Linked DNA regions of Mus musculus: region 1 is linked to region 2. A link is a contact called in public Hi-C data. All regions are on one chromosome and are shown on one strand. Each heading gives the region's core, a stretch centred on a gene start, on an enhancer-like site or on the middle of the called end of the contact. The rest is flanking DNA. Distances are from core to core; before and after follow the strand shown.

Region 1 (5,819 bases), core at 2,240-4,739, 59 kb before region 2:
TGTGGCCTGCGGGAGCTGGGTCCCGGCCTATTCCGTGGACTAGCAGCTCTGCAGTACCTCTACCTACAAGACAACAATCTGCAGGCACTCCCTGACAACACCTTTCGAGACCTGGGCAACCTCACGCATCTCTTTCTGCATGGCAACCGTATCCCCAGTGTGCCTGAGCACGCTTTCCGTGGCCTGCACAGTCTTGACCGCCTCCTCTTGCACCAGAACCATGTGGCTCGTGTGCACCCACATGCCTTCCGGGACCTTGGCCGCCTCATGACCCTCTACCTGTTTGCCAACAACCTCTCCATGCTGCCTGCAGAGGTCCTAATGCCCCTGAGGTCTCTGCAGTACCTGCGACTCAATGACAACCCCTGGGTGTGTGACTGCCGGGCACGTCCACTCTGGGCCTGGCTGCAGAAGTTCCGAGGTTCCTCATCAGAGGTGCCCTGCAACCTGCCCCAACGCCTGGCAGACCGTGATCTTAAGCGCCTCGCTGCCAGTGACCTAGAGGGCTGTGCTGTGGCTTCAGGACCCTTCCGTCCCATCCAGACCAGTCAGCTCACTGATGAGGAGCTGCTGAGCCTCCCCAAGTGCTGCCAGCCAGATGCTGCAGACAAAGCCTCAGTACTGGAACCCGGGAGGCCAGCTTCTGCCGGAAACGCCCTCAAGGGACGTGTGCCTCCCGGTGACACTCCACCAGGCAATGGCTCAGGCCCTCGGCACATCAATGACTCTCCATTTGGAACTTTGCCCAGCTCTGCAGAGCCCCCACTGACTGCCCTGCGGCCTGGGGGTTCCGAGCCACCAGGACTTCCCACCACTGGTCCCCGCAGGAGGCCAGGTTGTTCCCGGAAGAATCGCACCCGCAGCCACTGCCGTCTGGGCCAGGCGGGAAGTGGGGCCAGTGGAACAGGGGACGCAGAGGGTTCAGGGGCTCTGCCTGCTCTGGCCTGCAGCCTTGCTCCTCTGGGCCTTGCACTGGTACTTTGGACAGTGCTTGGGCCCTGCTGACCAGCCACCAGCCACCAGGTGTGTGTACATATGGGGTCTCCCTCCACGCCGCCAGCCAGAGCCAGGGACAGGCTCTGAGGGGCAGGCCAGGCCCTCCCTGACAGATGCCTCCCCACCAGCCCACCCCCATCTCCACCCCATCATGTTTACAGGGTTCCGGGGGTGGCGTTTGTTCCAGAACGCCACCTCCCACCCGGATCGCGGTATATAGAGATATGAATTTTATTTTACTTGTGTAAAATATCGGATGACGTGGAATAAAGAGCTCTTTTCTTAAGCTGTGGCCTCTTGGGCTGCGGTACTGTGGGTGGTGCGAACCGAGGGTGGGTCCCAGCATAGCATCTCCTTCAGACACTGGCACAGAAGGCCTGAGAAGAGATAGAACTGCCCACCCCCATTGGTAGGGCAGTTTGGGCTGAGCGGGCAGTGGGGTGGGGGTGGGGGTTCACATATGGAAGTGAGGTGACATTCCCACCACCCTCCGGCCGCACCAGCTTGCCCCAGAGCTGACATCCATGAGCTCAGCCAGCTTCTCTGTGAGCTGGGCCGACTTTAAGCTCAGCAATATATGGTTCTAAACAAGCTCGGCTTTGTGAGGACATCTACTCTGGGGTCGTCCAGCCCAAGGGGAGGCTGAGAGTGAGGTGTAAAGACCTGGCTCCCCTGCTTGGGAGTGGCCAGAAATGGGGTAGCCCCAAAGGAGGCTCAAGCTCACACAAGGGCTGTGTGCACCCTCAGATCACTGCTCCAGGTCACGAGCCCCATGCCTAGGTGCCTCAGACCACCCCACGGCCCTGAGGATACATGTGGCCACGAATACACGTGAGCACGGAACAATCGCACGTGGCAGAGCAGGAGCCACACAGACCACACGTGTGTGTGCATGTGCTTAAAACAGCACAGGCAAGAAGATGCATGTGTGACTCTCTGAGGCCTGGGCTGAAAAGGCCTCAGACACAGAAGGAAAAGAACCAGAAAAGAGTGAGGAAGTGGTTGTGAGGGACCAGGAATGGGTCTGTCTCCCTCCCCCAGGGCAAGAGCTAGGAGAAAGGAAAAAAATGCAGGGACCTGGGGGGAGGGAATTGGGGGAGCCAGATGGCCATGGGGGCGGCCAGGGATCCAGAAGCTTGGGGAGGAGGCTGGGTGGAGGAATGTGCTCAGCAACCATGGAGGAGGGACCCAGGGCAGAGTTGGAGTCTGAGGTCCTGGTCTGGGCTTCTCTTCCTTACCAGGGAATCACTTCCAGGAAACCCCTGGGCTTGCCTCTGGGCCTGGGCCTGGGCCTGCTGGTGCTACCACACATACCCACATGGCTGTCCACATTTACACCTGCAGTTTGTTCTTCTGCAGAGTGGACTCTAGCCTATGCTCCAAGCCAGGACGTCATTGCTGGTCCCTAATCTGGGGATGCTGCAATTAGAGCAGGTCTCATGGGTGAGAGAGCACTGCTTGCCCAGCCCCTTCCTCTTAGGAGCTAGTCTCCAACGCCCTGTTCACCCTCGTAGCCCTAGCTGAGGAGGCCCGTGAAGAAGACAGCCTGCTGCAGAATCCTGGAAGGCTGCTGGCCTGCACCTGGTGGACGGGACAGGGGTCTTCATCCACCCCCTCATCACTAACAGCAAGGAGCTCCTGCCTATTTGGGAAGACCAAGGCAGCCTGCTGAGTCTGTGGGAGGGGCAGTGTTGAGGGGTAAGGCTAAGTCTTCCTAAATATAAGTCAGGACCAAAAAGCTTCCATGACAAAGAACCTTACAGGGTCCTGAGCTGGCCATCTGCAGCAGATACTGGCGCTTTCTGTGGCTTACGGGACAGAGGGTCCTATCTTAGTCCACATGCCTTTGGAACAGGGAGTCCACTACATATGCTGAGCTTGCTCCTCATGGATAGGCACTATCTGGCCTCAGGCCACTTTCTGTTTCTGTCACCAACAGCTGGCTCACAGGTGAGGACTGGATGTCAGCCCCTGGTGATGGCAAAGAAGGCTTCCGGGCCACAGGCTGTCTTGTAACCAGGCTAACAGCCTAAGTTATGCGCCTTGGGTCCTACAGACCCTGCCCTGTCCCTTGAGGCTCTGCACACTCCCCTCTCCAGAGAGAGAAGTCTGGGAGCATGTTAGAGAGTGGAGATAATGGTCTGTCCAGGGTGCCTGTGAAGGTGGTGTAGAAGCTAAGGGGGGCAGGGTGCAGAAGCAATGGCCATTGGTACCTGTGTGAGAGAGCATGCATCTTGGAATGGGCAGGGTCTTATTTTCAGAGAAGGCTCTCCTGGCACTGGTGCACAGTGTGGGGTCTGCACACAGGCAGGCACTATGGAATTGCCACTTTCTGGCCAGACCCTAGGGGTGGCAGATCCAGAAGGCAGGGGATGTGTTTCAAGTTGGACTTGACAGGATGGTTGGAGGCGGTGGGCAGGGCTCCCAGGCGTCTGCCCTAAGCAGCCGGCAAGGGGCGCCTGTCCCCAAGGAGGGGGTGCCAGGAGGAGCGGCTTGTTGAGGCCCAGGAGACATCTGGGCGGGGGTGTCGCGTGGGCTGTGCAGGCTGAGCTCGGGAGAGGGGCCCGGCTGGAGGACACATTTGGGAGTCGTGAGCATTTGGGTGATATTTACAGCCCAGGAATGGATGAGATCACCGGCCTGTGATGGGGAGGGACCTGGAAGGCTTGGGGGTTGGGCCAAAGCCCCAGGACTCCAATCTGGCCTGTCCTAACCCCTCTTAATCTCTACCCACCTAGTTTTGGCTCAGCAGGCTCCCTTAGGTCAGATTCTGGACATCAGTTTGGCCTCTGGCTAGTGTCCAACCTGGGTCTCTGGGACCCTGAGGCTGTGCAGGAAGCTAATTAAAGCTATACAAAGCACTGTGGAGTATGTCAGCGCCCCCGTTGGGTGTCCACTGCTGGTTTACCATGGACACACCTGGCTCTCTTCCAAGGATTCTAGGCCAACCACAGGGCTCCCTGTGATATAATCCTTCCCTGTTCACAGGCCTGGCCCAGTATCCCATGCCCTGCCAAGGCCACACCATTGAGCATAATTTCTGGAGATTGACAGCTGGAACCTGACTCACAGTGGGTAGGTACCCTGGGAAACAAGTCTGGAGCAAGTAGCCCTTGAGGCACTGGCTCACAGCTGGCATCTCCTAAGGTCACTCAGGACCCCTTGCAGGTCCTCATGTCTCAGAAGCTGCTTCAGGGCTTCACATCTTGGCTTAAAGGAACATCTGCCCCATTTATCTTGCTGGTGGGGCTTTGCACAGTAATTGGGTGAATTATTATTTTTTAATCTTTAAATTAGTTCTAAAATAATAGAAGCAGCAGAATGTCCAGCAGTAGATGTCTAGGGAGACTGAGAACATGCCAGAAACATGTTTGCAGAAAAGTGAGAATTTTTCAGAGGATACTCACAGCTGAAACAAGGTGGAGAACCCCTCCTCACAGTAGGAGAATTAGCCATGAGCCATGCCCCGGACCTCAGCTAGTGTCCTCAGCATGGGGTGTGTCTGACATCCAAGGGCCTATCGGGACACTACTGATGTCCCTGATGTGAGGCAGAGACTTGTCTGAACAGGGATGGACCTGAGGTCACATAACTGGCTATGAGCTGAGGCTTGCCTGGGGTACCCTGGAACACAGGAATGTCACAGGATTCTAGATGCTGACCTCTCTCCTGTGCCAGGCAGCCAGGGATGTCATCTAGGAGGGAAGACAACACGGTAGTCCATGGTAAATGTGTGAACATTGAAATTACTTGTCTGGTCAGATGGTCCCAAGTCATTTCCAGCCACTGTGGATTTTACTGTCTCATGGCACCTAAGCCCTCTCTCTTGAACCATACACACACCAAGGCCATCTACAAGGCCCACTTTAGGTTTGGGTCGGACAAGAGGTCCCCAAGGCCATATAGCAAATGGTAGAAGGGAACTGGACTGAACCTCACTTCTGTGAGCACACCAACAAAGCAATCCACTTGACATCCTGAGGCACACACACACACTCACATGCACATGCACACACAGGGGTGGTGGGGGACAAGCTACACCTACCTACCTACCTACCTACCTACCTACCTACCTTCCTGGCTTAGATAGCCTCCTGGCTCAGAAGGCTGGCAGGCTGTGCGTATCAGCATTTGTACCCTGCCCTCAGGGCCAGTACTATGGCTGGGCCTGGAGAAATGCTTCATTCTTCAGCACAGGTAGGAAGAGGTAGGGCCCCACTCATCTGCTGCATGTATCCATTAGGTGCCTACTCTGTTCCAACAGAAGGCACAGAAAGGAAGACCTCTTAAGGGCGGACAGTCACTGCTTGAAGGTTGCCCAGACGAGCCTGGGCCTGGGCTATTGCAGAGTTACATGGGCAAGAGCAGACCACATTGCAGGGCTCAGCATGTGTACCCACACAGACAGACGTTTGAAGGAGGAGTGAGTGATATATGATTCCTTCACATGGACCAACCTGAATTCCCCCAGACAAAGCGAGGGGTTGGACCCTGCTCCTGCGCAGATCCTGCTCTCTTGAAGACCTAGCATGGCGTGGCCTGCCCCTCAACTCTCCAGAGCTGCTCCTGCGAGTGCTGAGGCCTAATTAAACCCACAGCCTACCAGCCCAACAAACACAAGGGACTAGCAGGCCTCCGGTTTGTCTTTACAGAGTCTGTGCGTAGATTTATGGGCAATAAAGGAACATCCATCTCAGGGCGGGAAGAGGAGCGGCAGCCGGGCGGCCCCCTCCTCACACCAGAGTGCTAGAGTTGCATTAATGATGCCGCCAAGGCTTGCAGCTCTGCTGACAAAGGAGAGAAGTGAGTGTGGACAATTAGAG
Region 2 (6,107 bases), core at 876-3,375:
GATAAGACACAGAGACAGGATCTCACTGTGCTAAGCAATAAAAAAAGGAGCGCCCTCAAACCAGTGAGAGCTGTGACCACATGGCTACCCGTCATGGAAACCACAGATCCAAGTGGGGGTGGATGCTTTGTGTCTGATCTGTCCGTGGCACAAGTTTCTGCCTGGCAGACTCTTCAATTTCTTCCTAGCCTGTCGACCCTGGGTGCTGGCTCCCACCCAAGTATCTGTGCCTGGTGCAGGGTTGAGGCACCATCTGGTGGCAAGTCTGGGAACTGCAGTCTACTCCTGCTCTGCCTGCCATCAGCATCGAAGCCAGGAGCCAGCTTTTGGCAGCTTAAAGTGATCTCTCTCATTTGTTCACAGTCCCACTTTAACCTGAGGGTCTTTATGTCATCAGGATACAGAAATAGGCCTTTGGAGTTTATAGCCTGGCACTGTTGCCTGCGCTGACAGGTAGGCCAGTATCTATCAAGAGTGGGGTCAGATAGAATACAACAGGAAAGATAAGAACCCAGGTTCTAGCCCCAGTAAGGTGAACTGGTACTGACCGCCAGGCAGCCCATTCATGCTGACTTTCTGGACACCACTGTCCATCTGGAAGTAACAAGAGACGAGATCTGACTCCTAAGAAAGGAGAGGGTCCTCAGCTTGGGCAGGGGTGCTTACGCTCAGCAGCCTAGTGGAGCACAGCATGGCGGTCAGCAGGCCACCTCCCAGTACAAGGCCTCAGAGCCCCCGACATCCTGAAATGATGGCTGTCTACTGGGACTGTGTCTTTCACAAGGGTTGTCTTTAGCACTCTTACTGTCTTTCTGACTGTTAAAGTTAAAAATACGAGTGGCCAAGAGCACTGACCGCTCTTCCAGAGGCCATGACTTCAAATCCCAGCAACCACACAGTGGCTCACAACCATCTCCAATGGGATCCAGTGCCCTCTTCTGGTGTGTCTAAAGACAGCTACAGTGTACTCACATAAAATAGATAAATCATTTTTTAAAAAAAATATGAGCAGTGGCTTCCAGAGAGTGACCACAGAAGAGAGGAGCAAACAGCCTGTCACCACATACATTCTAGGAGCAGAAAGTCCATGTCCAGTACTGAGCGCCCCATGGGTGTGCCTTTCCTCCAAGAGCTTCAACCTCTGGAGCTGGGAATTCCTAGAAGACCTCAAGGACCCAGCCCACCTAGTGCCCTCTTTGTGGGGATAAGACATGGAGACAGGATTTTACTGTGCATCCTAGGTTGGCCTCAAACTCATGGCAATCCTCCTGCTCTAGCCTTACAAAATCCTGATACACACAAGCATGAAGTAGCATGCCTAGCTCTGAGACCTTCTTTTGCCCACACCATGGTCTCAGGACCCTGCTTGCTCTGCACTCCCCACTCCCTGCAGACTGGAGAAGGCCGAGAAGGTCACACAGCTCTCAGAAACTCATGTCTACTTTGCCAGGAACAGAGAGGCCTAGCAGCCCCTACCTTCTGGCCCTGGGGTGACTTCATCACACAGACCACTTCATCCCTCATCTGCCCCTCTGCCACCTGGAAGGTCACAGGCTGTGACTCAGAGCCAAGTGTCATCTTGCCTCTCTAACAGAGCAAAGGAGAGTTCATGCCTAGGCCATACCCTAGGTCCTGGGTAGGAGATGAAAGGACTGGGCAGAGTCCTGGATGACAGGGTAATAATCCCAAGGCCACTCCAGGAATGCCTGTGAAACCCCAGACACATTCATCCAGGTTCTGTAGGATCCTCTAGTCCTACGCAGGGTGCTTTGGGGCTGCAAGTGGAGAACAGACTAGGTGGGTAAGGGCCAGAAGCCCAGGTTAAAAATACAGAAATGAGAATCTCTCATGGGTGTGGCTGGCTCTATGACTCTGAGTTCTACTCAGGCCCTGTAATGAGCATGGGTCATTGAGTGTCAAGGCCATAGTAAGGAGAGTAGAATCTGCCCATTTAGCCCCTGACTTCATCTCAGGCCAGCTGTAGGCAAGCGGCTCTGGATAACATAGCCTGTCCTCTCTCCTCTCCTCAGCATCCCCTAGGCACCAGCCGGGCTGGGGGGAAGGGTGGTGTGAGTGTGTCTGGATAGCTAGCCCCTTACCACCACTTCAGGCTCCTCAAGGCCATCTGGGTGTCATGGCAACATGGGCAGGAAGCGGCTGCCATGGCAACTGGTGTCCAGGGAAATGCGCTGCCTAGCAACAGGGGCTAGGGCCACTCTAGCTCCTCACAGCACACTCTAGTGTCCCACACTCTCTGTGTGTCTTCGAGTCTGCATCATCCTAGCACTCCCACCCAGTGCAGCCTCGGGGCTCCACACAGACCCTCACCCAACCCAACACACCAATCTGTAGGGTATTTAACATGCTAGCACAGCTCATGCTCATGCGGAACCAGCTACACGGCAGACCTGGGGCTCTTCTCTCCTACTAGACTCCCTCACCTCTCAGGACTCTCTGGAGATCAAGAGCATACAAGGACCGTGGAAAAGGGGGAGGCGTCTTCGGGGCTGTCTGAAAGAAACCAGCCTTCCAGATAGGGCACAGCCCAACAAAGGTAAGGTGATCAGAGAACATTGGGTTTCGGGTTAAGGTAGGCACCTAAGGTCTCAGAACATATGAGCACCTGAAGTGCCCTCAGTCCTTCCACGGCTGCTCAGTAACTGTAGCCCACGCTGAGCACTTGGAGCTGTGACCTGAGGATCCTAGCCTGCAGCCTTTGTGTGGTACTAACAGGACAGCATCCTGAGTATCTACTGGGCCCTTACCAAGTCTGGAGACTCAGAATATAGAACAAAGACACCACGACCACCACTGTCAGCTACTCAGGGCCTTTGCTGAAGCCACCCCATTCCAAAGCCATCCAAGGGCCTTCCTGGGCTCCCACCTCTGAGATCATCATATCCTGGTAACCATGAAACCCCAGAAAGAAACCAACAGGCAGAGGGCTTAGAAGCCCCTCCAGGGACCAGAGTGGGCAGCTTCTGAGTGCCGTAGGGCATGCTGGGGCAATTCCAGGCCTCTCCTCTAGTGTGACTGCCAGCCTCAGTCTGTACTGAGTGTAGAGATGCATCCCATACTGGAAAAATGCAGGACTCCAGCTTGTGTGCCAGCTGGGCCCCACCGGAGCTCTCATTGTAGCGCACACCAGCTCCTCCGCCACAGGTTTCAGTGGCCCCTGATGGGTATTCATTCCAGGTCTGCAAGACAACAGGAGACCGGCCGTTAGTCTGTAAGGGACTTCAGCAAACTGAAAGCGGGACTCAGCTAACTCGGGATACAAGTGGCTGGGAAGCAGGAACTGGCTGCAGACAAGCTTGGACTCCAGTACTGATTATGGCAGCTGTCAACAGAATTCCTTGGCAAACTCCCTAGGTCTCATCATTCCAGATACCAGAGCTGGAGCAGTGATATGCATGGCAAGAGGCCCTCCTGCTTCAACCTGGACCTCCCTATGGTTTAACAGAAAAAAAAAATACCTTTTAGCTTTCTGAACTCCTTCATAAACAGAGATAGAAAAAAAAAAACCCCAAACAGGTTTTTATTTGAAGAGTATCTGCTGGGAAGTGATCAAGAATAAAGGAAAACAGAACCAAAGAACCATAAGGGGAAAAGAAAAAGTCGTCATCAAAAGGTCTTGTCCTTCTCCAAAACCGCTGCATCCTAAAAAAAAAAAAAGAACAGGGTACCTTGAAAAGGAAGAGGCACTGAGGGGCTCACAGTGACCTCCAGCGATGAAAAAGTATGACCAGTGAGATTCAAACTTGTCAAAAAAAAATCCTCATGTGTTACATAATCCTTTGGTCAATTATAGGCAATATGTGCTCCCATAAGAATCATAAGAATGCATAATAGGACGGAGGGGCAGGAGAAGGGGAGCTGTGATGGGGTGTAAAGTAAGTGACTTAATTTTAAAACATCAGTATTCCTCAGACAGACAGACAATATTTAATACCAAGGATGGAAGAATAATTCAGCGGTAGATGCCTGCTTATCATGTGCAAAGCCCTGGGTGTCATGCTCATCACTGCTAAGAAAATGTCACATCAACTACTTATGCTGTTGGCATCATGATATAACATATCCCTCACCGTTGTGCTGGGAGGGCAAGAGTACACCACTGCATGGTCAGTGGAAGACAGTGCGGAGCACGCATACAGAGCCCAGTACTGCAACATGGCAATAAATGCCTGTGCTGACTGCTACCGCACTTATGATAGGACACTTTCATTTAGTTTAGTGTGTTCTTTGTGTTTGTGTTTTTAAAGGGCTTTACTGTAGAATGAATGCAGCTGGGGTAAGCTGTAGCCGCTCTCTGGCCTCTTGTGCTTTGTGCCTCTCCCCAGCACACTACCTTGCTCTTCCTCAGTCTCACACTGTCCCACTCAGCAGCCAAGGAGCAGCGGGTTCTTCCCACCCAAGCTCCACATGACCCAACTGTGTAGGATACAGTGCCATCTAGGCTTACACACGTGTGCTTTAGAATGCCAAATTCTTCAGAATGCACCCCATCATTAAATGGCACAAGGCTGTGTATAAAGTGAGAGAGGACGGCTAAGACAGCTCAGCCGAACGCTTGCCAGTGAAGCCTGAGGACCTGAGACTGATCCTGGAAGTTCTGTAGAAAGCCAGGGGTAATGGCTCACAGTCTGTCCTAGTGCAGATCTGGTTGGGGTTGGCTAGCCAGCTACCCTCCTTTAATCCGAGTACCCCAGGTCCCAGTGAGAGACACTGTCTCAAACAAAACAACAAAACACATCTGACAGTCTCTTCTAGCTCAATGGACACAAGGCATGCAAGCAGGCAAAACACACATACACATAGAATAAATTATTTGTTTTAAAGTAAGAGAGAGCTGGGACTTAAAGGAATTGACATACAAATATCCAAGCCAAATAGAAGAAACCCAGAGTTTCAAACAAATGGGGAAAGCAGAAGAGATTTCATTAGTGAAATATTGTACCCCCAAAATGGAACATTGATGGGGTGCAGAGATAGCTTAGCAGTTAAAAGCAGTTGCTGCTCTTGCAGAAGACAAGAGTCTGGTTCCCAGTATCCATGGCAGGTGATGCACAACCACCTGTAACTGCAGTTTCATGGGATCCAGTGCTGTCTTCTGGGTCCTATGTGCATCTGCACACGTGTACATACACGGGGGGGGGGAGGGAGGGAGGGAGAGAGAGATAGGAATAAATAGCAATTAAAAATAGAAAACGGGCTGGTGAGATGGCTCAGTGGGTAAAAGCACCCGACTGTTCTTCCAAAGGTCTAGAGTTCAAATCCCAGCAACCACATGGTGGCTCACAACCATCTGTAACAAGATCTGACGCCCTCTTCTGGAGTGTCTGAAGACAGCTACAGTGTACTTACATATAATAAATAAATAAATCTTTAAAAAAAAATAAAATAAAAATAGAAAACAAAACAGCTAGGGAGAAGCTCAGGGATGAGATGTTTACCTTGTACGCAAAAGACCCTAGATTGCACTGCGAACAAATAAAGCATGCAACTTGGCCCCGGAGCACCCAGAACTATGGGCAGCAAGACATGCATCAGCATGGACCTCTAGAGTCAAAGAGGATGTTCAAGCTCATTGGAGTGGCAGCAGAGAACAACCTCAGACTGACATTCCAAACCAAGTCAGAGTAAGACGGCTGTAGCCCCATGTGTCCTGTTAGCTGTCCCAACTCTTAGACATGAGCACCGTTATGGTTTAACCCTCTTGAGCATGGCTCAGAAGCAGCTCATTGGCAACTTCACTGGTCCTGAGGGCATAATCAAAGGGGTGAAGTCTCAATGATCTTGGCCGGACACTTTTACTCTGCTAGATCCTCACAGGGACACAGAGGGCCTTGAACCTGGAGTCCGAATAGCTGCCATTTTGCCACACATGATTTCTCCCAGGGCTCGGCTTTTTCCAGAGCCAGCCTTCTGAGAATGAATAGGCACCATGAACATTCCTACACACAGAGAGGGAAAAAAGACATAGTGGCAGAGATTTCGGGGCCAGTGAGAACTGGGCAGAGGCAGGAGTGGCCCACTCTCCTCCCTCCAGGCCCTGCCTCAGCCCCAGCCCATTGTGACCTCCCTGACTGTACCCAGGCCTTTGT

The links. Hi-C and Micro-C count contacts between places; a contact is called where the count stands out from the background.
Region 1: a contact with region 2 is called in a Hi-C map of cerebral cortex, with 4 times the contacts expected there. The contact joins the enhancer-like site here to the promoter of 4933432I09Rik in region 2. A contact is called at or near these places in 5 of 39 promoter capture datasets (3T3-L1-derived adipocytes, the HPC-7 cell line, cranial neural crest and 2 more), 5 of 15 datasets of contacts at CTCF or cohesin (the NIH/3T3 cell line, embryonic stem cells, large pre-B cells and 1 more), 19 of 484 Hi-C or Micro-C datasets (the AML12 cell line, the Ba/F3 cell line, the HPC-7 cell line and 13 more), 10 of 115 datasets of contacts at active chromatin or transcription factors (the HPC-7 cell line, acute myeloid leukemia, double positive thymocytes and 7 more) and 3 of 9 other capture datasets (adipose tissue, liver and pancreatic islet).

Annotation. Positions count from the first base shown.
Region 1 is chr16:18,151,127-18,156,945 of GRCm38.p6, forward strand. Rtn4r (reticulon 4 receptor) reads left to right here. Exons shown (of 2, transcript NM_022982.3): 2 at 1-1,282. The coding sequence ends at 1,005. Among named protein-coding and RNA genes, the nearest start is that of Mir6366, 11 kb to the right of the region's middle. Within about 2 kb of position 3,490, at least 47 of the 459 cell types and tissues checked have an H3K27ac peak or open chromatin away from gene starts, as enhancers often do. A contact at or near this core is called in cerebral cortex, forebrain, muscle stem cells and 1 more, where this site is marked.
Region 2 is chr16:18,211,738-18,217,844 of GRCm38.p6, forward strand. 4933432I09Rik (RIKEN cDNA 4933432I09 gene) reads right to left here and starts at 2,126. Exons shown (of 3, transcript NR_015575.1): 1 at 2,100-2,126. It also overlaps a transcript of Ccdc188 not described here.